Regions from separate parts of the Mus musculus genome. Here all the other regions are linked to region 1. A link is a contact called in public HiChIP or PLAC-seq data. All regions are on one chromosome and are shown on one strand. Each heading gives the region's core, a stretch centred on a gene start, on an enhancer-like site or on the middle of the called end of the contact. The rest is flanking DNA. Distances are from core to core; before and after follow the strand shown. Region 1 overlaps Pard3b (par-3 family cell polarity regulator beta). Region 2 overlaps Nrp2 (neuropilin 2). Region 3 has its middle 24 kb from the start of Nrp2.

The links. HiChIP or PLAC-seq counts read pairs in DNA pulled down with a chosen protein or histone mark.
Region 2: an H3K27ac HiChIP or PLAC-seq map of microglia shows a contact between it and region 1, with 5 times the contacts expected there. The contact joins two enhancer-like sites.
Region 3: an H3K27ac HiChIP or PLAC-seq map of microglia shows a contact between it and region 1, with 5 times the contacts expected there. The contact joins two enhancer-like sites. A contact is called at or near these places in 5 of 484 Hi-C or Micro-C datasets (the N1E-115 cell line, adipose-derived mesenchymal stem cells, immediate neuronal precursor and 2 more) and 2 of 115 datasets of contacts at active chromatin or transcription factors (forebrain and microglia).

The regions. Positions count from the first base shown.
Region 1 is chr1:62,226,333-62,231,479 of GRCm38.p6, reverse strand. It overlaps Pard3b (par-3 family cell polarity regulator beta), which reads right to left. Exons shown (of 23, transcript NM_001081050.2): 14 at 1,202-1,301. Among named protein-coding and RNA genes, the nearest start is that of Pard3bos2, 93 kb to the right of the region's middle. Within about 2 kb of position 2,084, at least 9 of the 459 cell types and tissues checked have an H3K27ac peak or open chromatin away from gene starts, as enhancers often do. A contact at or near this core is called in microglia, where this site is marked.
Region 2 is chr1:62,718,596-62,723,742 of GRCm38.p6, reverse strand. It overlaps Nrp2 (neuropilin 2), which reads right to left. Exons shown (of 17, transcript NM_001077404.1): 2 at 4,636-4,813. Among named protein-coding and RNA genes, the nearest start is that of Gm29083, 3.0 kb to the right of the region's middle. Within about 2 kb of position 2,217, at least 94 of the 459 cell types and tissues checked have an H3K27ac peak or open chromatin away from gene starts, as enhancers often do. A contact at or near this core is called in microglia, where this site is marked.
Region 3 is chr1:62,676,808-62,681,954 of GRCm38.p6, reverse strand. No RefSeq gene overlaps it. Among named protein-coding and RNA genes, the nearest start is that of Nrp2, 24 kb to the left of the region's middle. Within about 2 kb of position 2,299, at least 69 of the 459 cell types and tissues checked have an H3K27ac peak or open chromatin away from gene starts, as enhancers often do. A contact at or near this core is called in microglia, where this site is marked.

The DNA of each region.
Region 1 (5,147 bases), core at 835-3,334:
CCCTGTAGTTCAAGGTCAGGTCCTAGAATACCTCCAACAATGTTGCTTTTGCTTAGGCTTTTGCCAATCTATTTTCTACTGAATTCGTCTTTGTGCTACCCTGATGGAACTGTGTGGCACACACAGAAGGAATTGTAAAGTAGAATGAATGAAACCACGTAAAATATTGATTTTTGGATGTCATCAAACTCATTTTGGATTCAGGATCAAGACAGACAATGCAGAGAATAAACAAAACTAACTACATTCTACGTTCTTTTAAAAAAGCCCTCCGGGTGTTGGCTTAGCACACTGTGATTCCCAGTGTTCTTCATGATAATGTTTTGAGAATAACTGATTTCAAAATCTAAAAATCAGAGGTAGTTCAACATAGGCAGGCTTTCCTCTGATAGAGTTGGCTATACTCTTGTGTAGCCTTATTTTTAGCCCATTGTATTAAAAAGCATAATAGAAATGACACCAGCGTTGCTGTAAGAAAAATGAAGAAATTTCCCAGCGTTATCATGGGAAACAGAATGGAATAAAATACACAGTTTTTTAACAGCCATAATAAATACAGAAAATAGCAAAGAGACAATTTAATGATTTTTAAAACTCATCAGAAGAACAAAATCTATGAATTCCCTTAGTTAAATAGTATGTATGCTTAGTAAATCTTCCGCTTTTGTGCCTGTGTGAGTCTAAAAGTTATTGATTTTCTAGTTTCTATTATAGAGTGGCTATAATATTGGGTACCCTTTTCAATATTTTAGATTATATGGTGCTGCTTTAATTTTTAGGTTCCATTAACTTTCTTGGAGCATCTATTTTTAAAATTCCTTTCAGGTTTGCCAATTACAAAGTAAAGAAAAAAGAAAACCTGAGACTTTATGCTTCTTAGGTTTTACTTTGCATCTTCCTATGTACGAGGTTGGATTTTTTCTTCTTTTTTTGAGTTCTGCTACTCTGATCTTCAAAATTTTAAGAGAAACCCAGCTATTTTCTTAGTGATGTTAATTATATAAGATGACTCTCAAAAAAAATTCCAGGAACCAAGTTATGAACAATATAAGTTCTTAGTCACAGAAACCTTTCACTGGGGAGGAAAAATGGAGACTATGAGATTTCCATTCTGCAAAGAAATAGAGTTAAAATAAGGTTGCTGAGTTTTCCCAGAAAAACTATAACAGGGAACATTTATGATATATCATTTTATCGATACCTGTGACTGAAATCTTCAAGGCCCCATTCCAGAGCAGGATGTGGTGGCGGGGACGGTGGTACTTCATTCTCAGCCCACCCATCACTGGGAAGCAATAGGTCTATAAAACAAGGAACAAATGAAGCTGTAGTAAACCAGAGGGAAAAGGAGCCGGCGTTGCTTGTATTTCAGTCCATCTCTCACACATAAACCACCTTAGAAATCAATAGGCCTTCACCTGGAATGGAAGGAGCCCAGAATGCTCCCTGGCTGAGATAACCTGTGCCTCCTATGGGTGTCTGTGTGGGTGACCTGCTCACTATCCACCATGGCGAATAAATCTACACATCTCCGTGACCTTTTGTTACCTGGGAAAGCCCAGTGCTTATCAATATCCCTGATTTGTAGGAGACTCATAAAACATGTCTTTTATACCTTAATATTTTTAAAAGTGTGACTCTATAAATAAATACTCTGACATTTACCTGAGTGGGAAAAGTGGGAAAATGTCTTGAGACCTGGGATACTGTTCAGTGTTTAGACAAAGCAGGGGGTGGGTTGGGGGAGGGGGGAAGATCCACTTTTTCTATCTGAACCATAGGAAGGCCTTGGAAGCAAAGGACAGGAGTCTGAATTTGGATTTTTCTACTTGACAAAATGTGACATTCTTCTCCAGGCTATTTGGTAGTGTAAAATAACATTCACCCTGACCACCACTGTTACTAACAGAAGTGAGTTCTGAGGAAACCCTGTGGGTGCTCACTAATCATATTGTTCATTCTGAATATTTTTTCCTTTAATACAATGACGGATGAAAGGAACGATAGAATGTTCTGGTTAGAACAAAGGGTTTTTTTTCTTCCTCTTTTACTTGTTTGTTTTTTGTTCTGTTTGCGGCAGGACTTCCCTTTTTTTTTTTTTCCCCTACATTTGGCTCCTATTGTCCTGTGAATCTGAGACCATTACCCAACTTCTCCAATCCTCAAAGTTTAAATATAGAAAATGATACTATGAATACCTTCCCTGTGGTGGGGGGATGAAGCTGAGTGGAAGAGCCTTTGCCTAACATGCACAAAATCCTGTCCCCTACATCAAGCGCCACAAAATAAAATAAAATGACCATGTAGAGACTGGGCATGCGGGCACCCACACCTTTAATCCAGTCCTTGGACGACAGAAGCAAAAGCACCTTAGAGAGCTTGAGGCCATCCTGGTGTATACACTGAGAGCCCAGAGCAGCCAGCACTACTTAGAGAAACTCTCTTGTAAAAACAGACAAACCAAACCAAACAACAACAGCAACAACAAACAATATGAAATGGAACATACAGCCTGTGATGAGAAAGGAGGTAGACTAAATCAGGCAGCACAGTGACTCCTACAAATAACGTGCTACCACTAACATATAAAATGTTACCATGCTAAAAAAGGTAAATTCCACTGTTTATCTAATGGCGTGAAATATTTGACACATTGCGGGCCTGATTTTCCCCACAAGACTAGAAGAGAAAAACTTTTTCATTCTCAAGAGTTGTAGGTTGCAAGAGCACCTACCTGTGTTATCTGCCAGGTGGGGTGGCATCTGCATGGCCCTCTGGGAGTTTTAGGGGTTTCCCTGAACGAGCTAATCAGTAAACTAGATCCTACAGATAGTTAATGATTGTTATTCCTATGACATGTGACTCTTAAAAAGGTTTTATTAAGATTTTGGGGAGGGGGCTTTATGATGAGCGTTGGATATCCTAGATACTCTGGAGATGAAATTTTGGATGGTTTCGAACCACTACCTGGGCTTGCGAATCTAACCTGGGCTCTTTTCAAACCTGAAAAGTGATCTTCAGTACTGAATGATCTCTCCAGCCCTGGCACATGGTTCTTATGCCATCTTAAAGGCTTGTGTAGAACAAAGCAGTGTCTTTCCTTAATAGGAGAGAATTCTCTCTTCTTGGCTGTCTTCAAACTGGTTCATGGCTTTATTTTGTCTTTGCACTTGAACTGAAATAGTAGCTCTTTTGCATTTTCAGGCCTGGTGGCTATGGATGCAAATTTTACCATTAGATTTACTAGTTCTAGTCATTAGATTTAGACTAGAACTCTGCACATTTCTGCTGGGTCTCAACTTGTTGATTAACACAGAAGATCTTGTGGTTTGTCAGGCTTCACAATAATGTTAGGCAATTCCTTATTATCTATCTTTCTCTATATATGTATGTATATATATATATATATATATATATATATATATATATATATATACACACATATAAATGGTTCTATCTATCTATCTATCTATCTATCTATCTATCTATCTATCTATCTATCTATCTATCTATCTATCTATCTAAAAATATTATTGTCTGTTCTGGTTCTATAGAAAACTCTACCAAACACAGCTAACAAGAGATTGCTACAACTCTACTCCAGGAAATATCCTGGAATGGAGGGGTTGGAAGCAGAGCTGACATGCTCCTAGGAATGAGGGTGGAAACAAGAAACCTGGCCACCAGATAGGTGTCGGAAGTAACAAAACAGAATAAGCAAAGGTAGCCAACACTGTTCCCTGGTCCTCTACCACTATCAATGGTAGTGGCAGACAGACAGACAGAGACTTCTTACAGACACAAAACGGAAATTCTATCCTATAAATAGTATCTGTAGTCTCTTAGTCCATCTCCATGCTGGTGGTAAACATAGATGTAATCTGCTAACTTGCTAGTTCAGATTAACTTTACAGAACACAAGTCTATATCCTTAGCAGCTGACTTCATCTCCTTCATCTTAGCCATGCAAGATTGAATGCTCTGACCTGAGTGCAGCCATGGACTTACCTATCTTAGCTGATAATGATTGAAACATCTGTCTTATCTGTAAGAGTCTTACCCTGTTTCCAAAGCTCACTGGAAATTCCATGTCCTCTATGAAGCCTTCACTGTTACCTAGGTTTCAATTGCTTTTATAACAAGGGAATAATGTTTACTTGGTGAACATCTGTGTACCATTTCCCAGCCCTTTGTGTCCCAGACTCATTCTTGCAAATGGGATGTAAGTTGCTATGGTGAATATCATTGCCTGTCTCAGAGGTTTTGAGAGTTTACAGCTTATGTCCACACCACCCCTATCTCCCCCAAATATCTCCCCAAAACCCATGACAGTTTGTTAGAGTGAGTCTCTGTATGCACCCTAATCACAACACAGAGCATTCTTTTTCCATTGAGCTGCCATAGTCTATGATGTCTGCCTTTACCCACTAATGTTTAAGTTTATGCATTAGTAGTAGCATAAAATAAGTCCTGTATCATATCTATCACATTCGATTTTGCAGAGACAGCTATTTATTGACCTATTAAGCTATAATCTATTCACCAACATTTTTCTAACTACACTGAATGTTACTTCTATAGTATCTTCTCTATTGTCTGTTCTGAAGCCTTTTCTTGGGTTCTTTGGACTCTTATTATAGCTATTACTTTAACTTTAACTGTTACTGTACTCCTAGGCGATAGCTGTACATTGGTTAACTCTGTGTGCAGCATACTCAGATCCTGTAGGGACTTTGTTCTCTTGACCCTGACATCAGGTATGTAAGAATAGAATTTTAACCTCATATCAATAATATTTACCTCCTGCATAAGACACACACACACACACACACACACACACACACACACACACACACACACAGCTTGTGAATGTTGACAATGTGTCTTCTTGTTACTAAGTCATTGTTGGCTAAGTGGCCTTCTTCAATTACTGCATTTTGGGGTTTTTTGTTTGTTTGTTTTGTAGAGCCCATAAAGTCAAAAACAGTTAAGAGTTGAACAAAAGAAATCATGAGTCTAAATAGGATAAGAAAGCTACAGCCCTGATCTGAAATTAGACCACAATGTGGCCTTTAAATAAAGTTTTTTTTTAAATTAGGTATTTAGCTCATTTACATTTCCAATGCTATACCAAAAGCCCCCCATAC
Region 2 (5,147 bases), core at 968-3,467, 490 kb before region 1:
GTTTCTGCAGTTCATAGTCTGGGTATGGGGTCTGTGCCATTGGAGAGCGTGAGATCATCACACTGGAACAGACAGTGTGATTGAGGTGGCTTGGAGCAGGAGCCAATAAAGGGCAAGGAGACAAACCCTGGGGAAACATGGGTAGAGAAGGAGGTACAGCCCATGCCACGGGAGCTCAGGGAGACTTCATACGGGTGGAAGAGCTATGTTTGGTTGCTGGGAATGTTGGCTGTTTGCTGAGCACAGGGAAGCGCTGACTGCTCGTCATGAAGGGACCAGCTTACTGAGGTCTGGTTTCTTGCCCCTGCTTAGCCTCATGGTTAATTTATCAACCCAGGATCTTCTAAGATTTAGAGGGACCCTCTGTGGTAAGTAAACACAAGCACATTTTGTTTAGCTAGGACAGTTGGCAAGAGGCCCATACCCATATCCAGAATGTAGGGGACTGAGAGGATCAGAAGAAACAGGAGTCTAAACCAACGCTGAGAACTATGGGTGCTGTGTTACGCTCAGTCGGGGTGAGAGTCAATCTCCAGGCAGTCCTTACTCTGTCGTGGCCTTGGCTGAACGAAGCAAGTAAGAAATGGTAGCCTTGAATTTACACGGACTTAGGGTTGAAATCTTGAACCCCAGGACCTAATCTTTGGCATAGACAGCAAAGATCTTCTACGGCAAAATTGATACATATGAAAAATAAAGGCAAGTCAGAAGAGGGAGGCTGTATGAGGAAGGATACTCATAAGAATTGAAAGCAAGAAGTACGAGGAGAAAATAGTCTCGAGTTTCCCATGACAGAGGCATTTAACGAGCTTGCTAACTTACTGTGGTAACACAAACTAGACACAGCAAAGTACTTGTTATCATGGTTTGGGGGACTTAAGATGTTTAAAAGCTCAACAAAAATTCAAATGTAGACTGAGGAGATGGCTCTGCGGCGAGCCCAGTTCACAGCACAGCCATTCAAAAGCTCACAACTGCTTGTTAGCTGTGGCTTCAGGGGAATCTGGCGCCCTCTTCTGGGCTTTGCCGGTACTGCATTCAAGTGCATCCATCCTCAAGAGCCAATCAGATCCAAAGAGGACATTGATCGGCCTTCATCGTGCACGAAGGAGTGAAGTCTAGAATTACCATCCTAAATCATCAAGAACAAAAAATGACTCTCCTCAACGTTTGTTGGTTTTGTTTAAGAAAACATGGAAGTGAGGCTTTAAAATGTTCAGGACTTCCACGGAGGGACTCTGCCCGGAGAGATTGTTCCTCAATGGGCTTCACTTTGACAGGAATGAGGTAGTTTTGTTCTGAATCTACGTAGACTTACTTGTGAGGTGGCCTAAGAAATGTATGTTCACAACTTCCTAGTTTTCAAATTTCCCCAAGATATTTTCAAGATACCTATCTGCTACATACTTGTTCTTTCTAGGAACTAGGTCTTGATTTTAGTTACCTTTGATTGGACCTCTACAATGGGTGTGTGTGTGTGTGTGTGTGTGTGTGTGTGTGTGTGTAAGCACATGCACACCAAGCCTGCTTGAAGACTGGTGAGTAAGTTGTATAGGACAGCATGTTGGTGAATGTTTTTAAGAGTTCATACAGTTCACAGTTTAGAAGTGGAAAAATACCCAGTCTTGTGTGTATGTTTCTAAAACCATAACGCTGAACCCTCTGGCTGATGACTCAAGCGAATGGCTTCTCTCTGTCTGCCAAGGCAGCAGCCTCCTGGTATCTTCTGCTCCCAGGGGGATGAAGTGACTTCTTTCTGTTTGCCCAGACAGCCCTGAGTCCTGTCTTTCTGTCCCTTGACACAGGTAGCTGTCAATGCCACAACGGCCTTTGCTTCTGCCTGTAGCTGCTCCCCAGTCCCCAGGACAGCATGCTGGTGCTTAGGGGTTGGTTCCCTGTGGATAGCCCAAGGGAGGAGGCAGGCAAAGCTAAGAGAAAGGGTGGCTTCGGATTGCACTGGCACAGAACGGCTGACGCTTGTGAGTGAAATTTTCCAAGCAGACAGCAAGATTCAGTGGAACAAAATGAACAAGCGGTGGTCAGGAAAAGATCTGTCTGGGGGTTGCCTTGACCTTCTGGAATGGAGACTTTAAGGTACAGAGAGGAAAAGGCTTAGGTACCACAGACCAGAATAATCTTCCCTATAAGGGCCCTGGTCTTAGGTCAGAGGGCCATTTTTTTTGTAGTTCATTTCATGCAGAGAAAGCAGAAGAGACAACTCGGGCAGGCATGTAGGCTGTACCCTTTCATTTCCTCTTTCTTCTCCAAGCTATTGCTCACTCAGAGATGGGCAGCAGAGGCAATTTTCTGTTGGGAGAGGTACCTGCTTCATAAACTTTGAGGTAAAACAATTGAGCATGTCCCCAAAATGCGAAGAAAGAGGGGACGGATTTCCTTTGATAGCAAATGCTATTTAAAAAAAAATGCAGCGTGGAAAAGAAGGAGTCAAAAAGAGTGTAAGAACAAGAAAAACCTTCCAGGATTTAATGAGATGAAGTGTTCCTTTCTCAAGAAAGTAAATCGGGCAAGCCCCTTGTTCTGCATGCAAATGAGGGCAAGTGGGACCAGATACGGCCTTCTAAATATAAAAATTAATGAGAGAGACAGAGGATGGGGTGTGGGGGAGCGGTGGCGGGGTGGGTGAGGACCGAGAGCGAGGGTAAGTGGGCCTAGAGGAGCCTTGCAGACAATTTGACACTAGGGGGAAATAGATTCCAGAAAGATTTTCTTTCTGACCTCTGTGACCTTTTAGGCTGCAGCCAGCAGCAAGGATGAGGCATGTGGAGAAAAACAGGAAGCTAGTTAGGAAGGCCTGAGAAGCCGGGAAGAGAGCCTGTAACTTGCCTGTTTCCTCTCTTCAGACTCCAGCAAAGGTGAGGTATGAGTCCTTCTGCTCCACACCAAGTTCTGCAGCCCTGTGGGTTGGATCCCGGGGCTGCAGAGTGCGTCCCTAGCCTTTTACTCTACACAATATATCTGGGGCTTTGCTCATTGCTGTCTGAATCCAACCTTCTAAAAAGCAAGGCCCCTTTCCCCTGTCATAGTGAATATCCATAAAATGGCCTCTTAGCAATTTCCCCTCGAGATTGCACTGGGATCAGCAGAACCGAATTTGGCCCTCTGTCCGGAGAGGTGCTTAGTCAAGTTCCTCTGAGCCCGCTCTCAAGCACTCTGTGCATTATGTCTCAGTTGATGCCAAAGACGCTGGGACCCAAAAGTCCTTTTACAGAGCTGCTCAAACCCAAATTCTTTGTCAGCTTTGCTGCTGGGGAAGTGGAATCCTGGGATGCTGAGTCAATGTGTCCAGTGTGTCTGTGTAAGACAGACAAAGGAGGAACTGATGTGCTATGTCATCCAGGCAGCCAAGACTGGTCCTGGAATTAGAAACCCCATCCTGTGACTCTTAGTCACATGTGGCATCCATCCGGGAAACTCTTTGGTTTTCAGCACAGACTACCTCCTGTTAGAAGGAAACCATTCTGTAGGTGCAAAGTGGTCCTGAGAGTATAATAAGGACAGCAGCTTGCCAGGCCTCGGGGTCTAGTACTAGTTACAGAGGAGCCTTGAGTCCGTCAGAGGAAGCACTGGCCTGGACTGAAGCCTGCTCTACATTAGGGGCCAGGAGTGTCACCTGCTCTCTTATACCTGTCCCACCAGCTGTCTCCTTATTAATTATCCAGGACTCCCAACTCCTTGGTCACAGGAATGCTCGGAGTGTTTAGGTGTCGTGTGGATACTGAACAGTCACCAGAACGTATGGTACAAAGACCAAAACTGCCAGTGCCATAGTCTTTTATGAACACTTTCACTTTTGATTCATGAGGCAAGCACACAGGACAGAGGTCTAGAGACTACTCAGCCAGCCTGTTTTCCCGAGTGCGCACAGCATCTTACGAGCATTTCTCTGACTGTCTGCATCTCCAAGGTGGCTGAACAGATGTCCTGTTATAAGACCAGCTGAGGCCATCTTGAGTAACTGACTTAACCTCTCTGTGTTTTAGTGTCCTCTTGTCAAAATGAAGATCATGATGGCACCAGCTTCCCAGGGCTACAGCAAGAACTGAGTGGCTTAATTGTAAAGCAATTAGAACTGTTTGTAGAAGGAATCTATACCTGCATCTTTGAGAGTAACCTGTGCAGCATGGACATCAAGAATCAATTGGAGTCTTAACCCATCCTTCACCAACTCTGTATTTTTAACTCTGCAATGAGCAGCGCCTTTGGAAAGCAATAAGCCAATCCCTATTGCTGGATATATTTGAGGACCCAGCTACCATTTTATTAGGGAAGCTTGTAGGGTTCCTGATAAGGCAGCAATCAAAATGGGGGAGCCCTCCAAAGGAAGCTAAGTCACAGATACAAGAAGCGGGGTTTGTAGTCTGCTTCTTGCCCCAATGGAAACTCTTTCCACTGCCAACTTCTACAGACAGGGTACCACTGTTTTCTGTACCTCATTCCAAAAGATTCTTTACAATACCACAGAATCAAATCCACCCTACCTCTCCTAGAAGCTAATGCCATGTTTAAGTGGCCCTCTGTGGCTAGGGCCCACAACTGCCCTTCAGTGAGAGAAAGGACAGAATATCAGAGCAGTGGCCCTGTGTGTGCGTCCCCAGTCAGCAGGGCTGTGCTTACTTGCAGTCGTGTTTCTCGATTTCAAAGTGAGGGTTGAAGTTGAGAACAATCTTCTGGTTGGGTTCGGGGGCGTAGACAATCCACTCACAGTTCTGGTGGGAGGGATAGTCCTGGGGGTAGCCTGGGGAAGTGATGTAGCCAGCATCTTTGGAATTCAGCCGACCTCCGCAGGGTGGATCTGGAAGTGAGAACACCACCAAAGAACTTCAGAGATAGCCTTCCCTCTACAACTCCTCCCTCCCAGTAGCTGATTACAACTGTTTGAGAACCTTTTATGGCAACCCAGGAGACTATTTCAACTCTCCTCTCCTCCTACTCCCCCTCCCAAGACAGAGACATCCACACAAACACGCACACACACACACATAGAAACACAGACACACACACACATAGGCACACACAGAATCACAAACATAGACACACACAGGCACATAGATACAGATACACACACACACTCCAGAAAATGATCATAAATGGTTCCATTCTATGGCTAGAGATTATGAAAACAAGAG
Region 3 (5,147 bases), core at 1,050-3,549, 450 kb before region 1:
ACAGTTAGGAGCACTGGCTGATCTTCCTGGAGTCCTGGGTTCATTTCCCAGCACCCACATGGCAACTTACAACTGTCTGTGACTCCAGTCTGAGAGGATCTGAGAATCTCTTGTGGTCTCTGTGAGCACCAGGCACCTGTTTGGTACACAGACACATAGATGAACTAGAACACCCATAACTATAAAACAAAAAATGAAGGGAAAAATTAAAATACCCAAGTGCAGTTTTCGATTCTGATCCCCTAAGGGGAGGTGGGATCTGGGCACCGATCTGTCTTCAGGCTCTCCAAATGACAGTGCACTACATTGAGGGGCAAAGAGGAGGGGTGGCAGGGGCTGCTGGCGAAATGCTACTCTCATTCGGGACGTCGTTACCAAGCCTGGCAAGCAGATGATGGCTTCTCTCAGCAAAGACAAGAGGGGAGATGTGGGCAAGACAGAACCAGTTCCGCTAGGCACAGAACTGCCCACTGTCACTTCACAATGACCCATCCAACAGGACCTTGAAAACTTATGACCCTTCCTAAACACCAAATTTACTTTATTTTAGAAGGTAAACAACTACCTTGCCTATTTGGTAAAGAAATGGGCACATGTCACCCAACTAATAATAAGTGGAAGCGTTCAGGCTTGATTTGTGTCAATTCCCTTATTTCTGAAACTACGAATGACAGACTGCGAAGGGTGTGGACTCCAGGAGGCATTCGCATGATGTTGGACAAAGGCACTTGAGGTTCCAGAGATGGCACAATGTATGCAATGTATGCACAACATGACCTTGTTCAAGAAGTGTGCTAGGCATGGTGGGGTAGCTAAGTGGGAGCAGTAAGTGAGCTGAAGAGTGACAAGTTGTCCCGGCTCTTAGAAAGTTAGTTGAGAGTTAAGGAAGAGCCACACCATTTTACCAGGTTTATTCAAGTTTATCAGGTTTCCTCCAAGCACAATCTAGTAACAGCTAGATTTAGGGCAGAAAAACAAAACAAAACGTCAAACAGAAACCCCAGGAATAACAAATAAGGTAAGATTTGTCTTTCGTCCCCTGGTTGGCTCATGAAACAGAAGGTCAGTTACTCCTAATGACTGATTCACCTTCCAGCCTCACTCAGGTCACTAATGTTGCAAAGAATGGCTCCAAATGGATCAGAAATCCATTGTTCAAGAATCCAGCCAATTTGCTGCAGTTTGGTGATAGTTTACACTCTTAAGCTTCAAGCACCACATTGCTTGGGCTCGGCAGGCTGAGGACAGGCTTCTGTCCCTCAATTCTGCTGAATCACTCTCTCACTTAAGATGAGATGATGAAGAAAGGAAGAAAACTTGGCTGATAGTCAGTATGTAATACTGATGGGACTTAAGGACCACACTATAGTTCTTTTAACATTTATAAGCTGAAAATCATCTCAATTTCAATATACAGAATGGATTGAATAAAACAAACAAACAAACAAACAAAAGATCAGGTGGTTTTTTTTTTCATCATCAATTTTTTTTTATTAGGTATTTTCCTCGTTTACATTTTCAATGCTATCCCAAAGGTCCCCCATATCCACCCCCCCAATCCCCTACCCACCCACTTCCCCCTTTTTGGCCCTGGCGTTCCCCTGTACTGGGGCATCTAAAGTTGGCAAGTCCAATGGGCCTCTCTTTGCAGTGATGGCCGACTAGGCCATCTTTTGAGTGCATATGCAGCTAGAGACAAGAGCCCTGGGGTACTGGTTAGTTCATATTGTTGTTCCACCTATAGGGTTGCAGTTCCCTTTAGCTCCTTGGGTAATATCTCTAGCTCCTGCATTGGGGGCCGTGTGACCCATCCAATAGCTGACTGTGATCATCCACTTCTGTATTTGCTAGGCCCCGGCATAGTCTCACAAGAGAGAGCTATATCTGGGTCCTTTCAGCAAAATTTTGCTAGTGTGTGCAATGGTGTCAGCGTTTGGAAGCTGATTATGGGATGGATCCCTGCATATGGCAATCACTAGATGGTCCATCTTTTTGTCACAGCTCCAAATTTTGTCTCAGATCAGGTGGTTTTAACATGACACTTGTACCATGTCCAAGAGAAACTCAGGAAAATGGCTAACTGTCTAACTGTGGTGACTGTTAGCATGCCACAGTGCAAGCTGGCCTTAAGGCTCCCTGAATACCAGAGGCTCCTCTCAGCTTTTCTTACCCCACCTCCTACTCTAAACTTGTATGGTTCATGGGCTGCCCTTCCCCCAGCTTCTCCTTCCTGTATTACCCTGCCGTTTTGGCCACGCAATCTCTTGGTTGTCTTGGTCCATTCTCAGTTTCCTTTGCTCCCTCTCCTCTTCCTCTCTCAACCCTACCCTCTGTGGCCTAGGTCAGCCTACTGGTAGTGTTCAGTCCAGTACTTTCTCTTCCAGATGCCTCTGACTGCACTGTCCCTCATAACTGCAATAAAAATCCTTCCCCTCCACCATCCCTTGGGGTGGTGATGTCTTCATTTCATTCACTTTGCCATCATCATCATCATCAGATGTCACTTTGGCATCGGGCTTGTAGAAGAGACCCTCCTTAAGTATGTGTGCTCTCGGAAACAGGGTTCTAATCAGGAGGGGCGGGAACATGGAAAAATCCAGGAGCCATGCCAAGGACTTAACTTCTTGGTTTCTAGACCCACAGGAAGCTCAAGTCGGCCTTGCTGCTTGTGCCGCTCAAAGAGGACCCTCCACAGAGCTGGAGGGTGTGTCAGAGCTGTAGGGGAGCCCTCCTTTGAAGCCTTTGTTTCTCTAGCAGAAGCAAGAATGGAAGGATCCAAAAAGGGAAGCTCACAGTGTTACTATGAGCAGATGACAACTCCACTGGCAGGAGCCGAAAAGGAGGAACCCCAGTGATGGTGGGCCTGTACTTCCTTCTCGCCCCCACTGGTGAGAGACCTGCCACATACTGGCAATCAAACTGGGCCCTAGTACTTTGAAGTCTCTTTCCTTCTGAGGTTTTGGTGGTGGGATAAGGAGGGGATGAAAGGCCCTTTTAGAAGGGCTGTGAAGAGCTAGTTCCAGCTCAAGAGGGGCTTGGGGGCAGGGTGGAGAACAGAGCAGGCCTTTGGACAACTCTGCCCCCAGCATTAGCCCTGGAAACAATTAGTGAGGGGAGGGGTGCAAAGGGGAAGTAAGGAAAGAAGGATAAGGGTGTCCTCCCAGACTGGTGACTCAGCTTCTCAGCTGCCCTGCCTTAAACTATCTGAATGGCTAAGGACAATGGAGGGTGTGAGTCTGGGGGAAGCAGGCAGATTCTGGCCAGCAATGAGAACCCTTTATCTCCCTGTGTGTATGAATAAAAGCCCATAACTCTGTTTGGGACTATGAAGCTGTCTTTCAGATCCTCTGTGCTTTACGGTCCTCTAAGCTCCTGCTTCCTGTCCCAAGCCCTTCTGGATTCCTTATTGTCGAGGGACCTCTGTCTTTCCTCTGCCCCTAACTGAAGGAGCAAAGGTTTGGTGCTAGGGTGTCTGCTGTCTTTGAGATACACTCGTTCTTAGGCAATAGGGCACAGTGGGCAAGCTCTGTGATGTTCACACTATGTTTAAGTGTGAAATTCCATGCCATTTGTTGTTTGTTAAGATGCTGGAGAGCAACGTAGGACCTTGCACATGCTAGGTTAGTGTCCTACCACTAACCTGAATTCCCAGCCCTATGGTAGTATTTATCAGTATCAATCAGATTTCACACTCCAAAAATAGTCACAACTCAGAAGCTTGGCTGGTGCTGAGCCCAACATTCTCACAACAGCCAGCAGACACTGAGTCTGGGCTGAACCTTGACACATTAAGATGGGCAGAGATACTTATGCAGCCTAAATGCAAAGTCTGTTGGTCAATCCCCCGTCACTTCTTCGACCCTAAGTTTGCTCAAGGTGACTCCTGACATGCTTATACCCTTGCACACAAGTGTTGTAGCATGTTATCCCAGGTGCAGCCATGTAAGGAGTGAGACAACTCACCTCCTCCCTTTCGTGTGAAGAGAGCTTCATGTAACACTCCCAACCGTCCTCCTTCCCTTGACTTCATAGATTGAGAATCAGGACCAGAGATGCTCAGGTTAGCCCTCCCGTCTTCAGGTTGCCAGCGCACGGGGATATTCGTATCTCCTTAGCTCTAGCACAGATGTGAGGACTCTCTCTGGGTGGCCCACTCAGGTTCCTGTGCTGTTAGTTTTCATCATGGTGACAAACTTTATTTTGGCTTATGGTTTTCAGAGGGTTCAGTCCATGGTCATTTGGCTCTGCTGCTGTTGGCCTGTGACAACCCAGAGCACATGATTGAAGAGTGCTTTAGTGCAAGGCTGTCTACCATCTGGAATTCAGGAAGCAGTAAGAGAGAGCAACGGGAGGGGGGCAGGGAAAAGATGTGCCCTTCAAAGATGTATCTTCGGGTCCGGGACCCGCCGAACTTAGGAAATTAGTCTGAACAGGTGAGAGGGTGCGCCAGAGAACCTGACAGCTTCTGGAACAGGCAGAAGCACAGAGGCGCTGAGGCAGCACCCTGTGTGGGCCGGGGACAGCCGGCCACCTTCCGGACCAGAGGACAGGTGCCCGCCCGGCTGGGGAGGCGACCTAAGCCACAGCAGCAGCGGTCGCCATCTTGGTCCCGGGACTCCAAGGAACTTAGGAATTTAGTCTGCTTAGGTGAGAGTCTGTACCACCTGGGAACTGCCAAAGCAACACAGTGTCTGAGAAAGGTCCTGTTTTGGGCCTTCTTCTTCGGCCAGGAGGAGGTCCAAATACAAGCTATCTGCGCACCTTCCCTGTAAGAGAGCTTGCCAGCAGAGAGTGCTCTGAGCACTGAAACTCAGAGGAGAGAATCTGTCTCCCAGGTCTGCTGATAGACGGTAACAGAATCACCAGAAGAACAATCTCTAAACAGAGTCAACTATAACTACTAACTCCAGAGATTACCAGATGGCGAAAGGTAAACGGAGGAACCTTACTAACAGGAACCAAGACCACTCACCATCACCAGAACCCAGCACACCCACTTCGCCCAGTCCAGGGAACCCCAACACACCTGAGAACCTAGACCTAGATTTAAAAGCATATCTCATGATGATGGTAGAGGACATCAAGAAGGACTTTAATAAATCACTTAAAGAAATACAGGAGAACACTGCTAAAGAGTTACAAGTCCT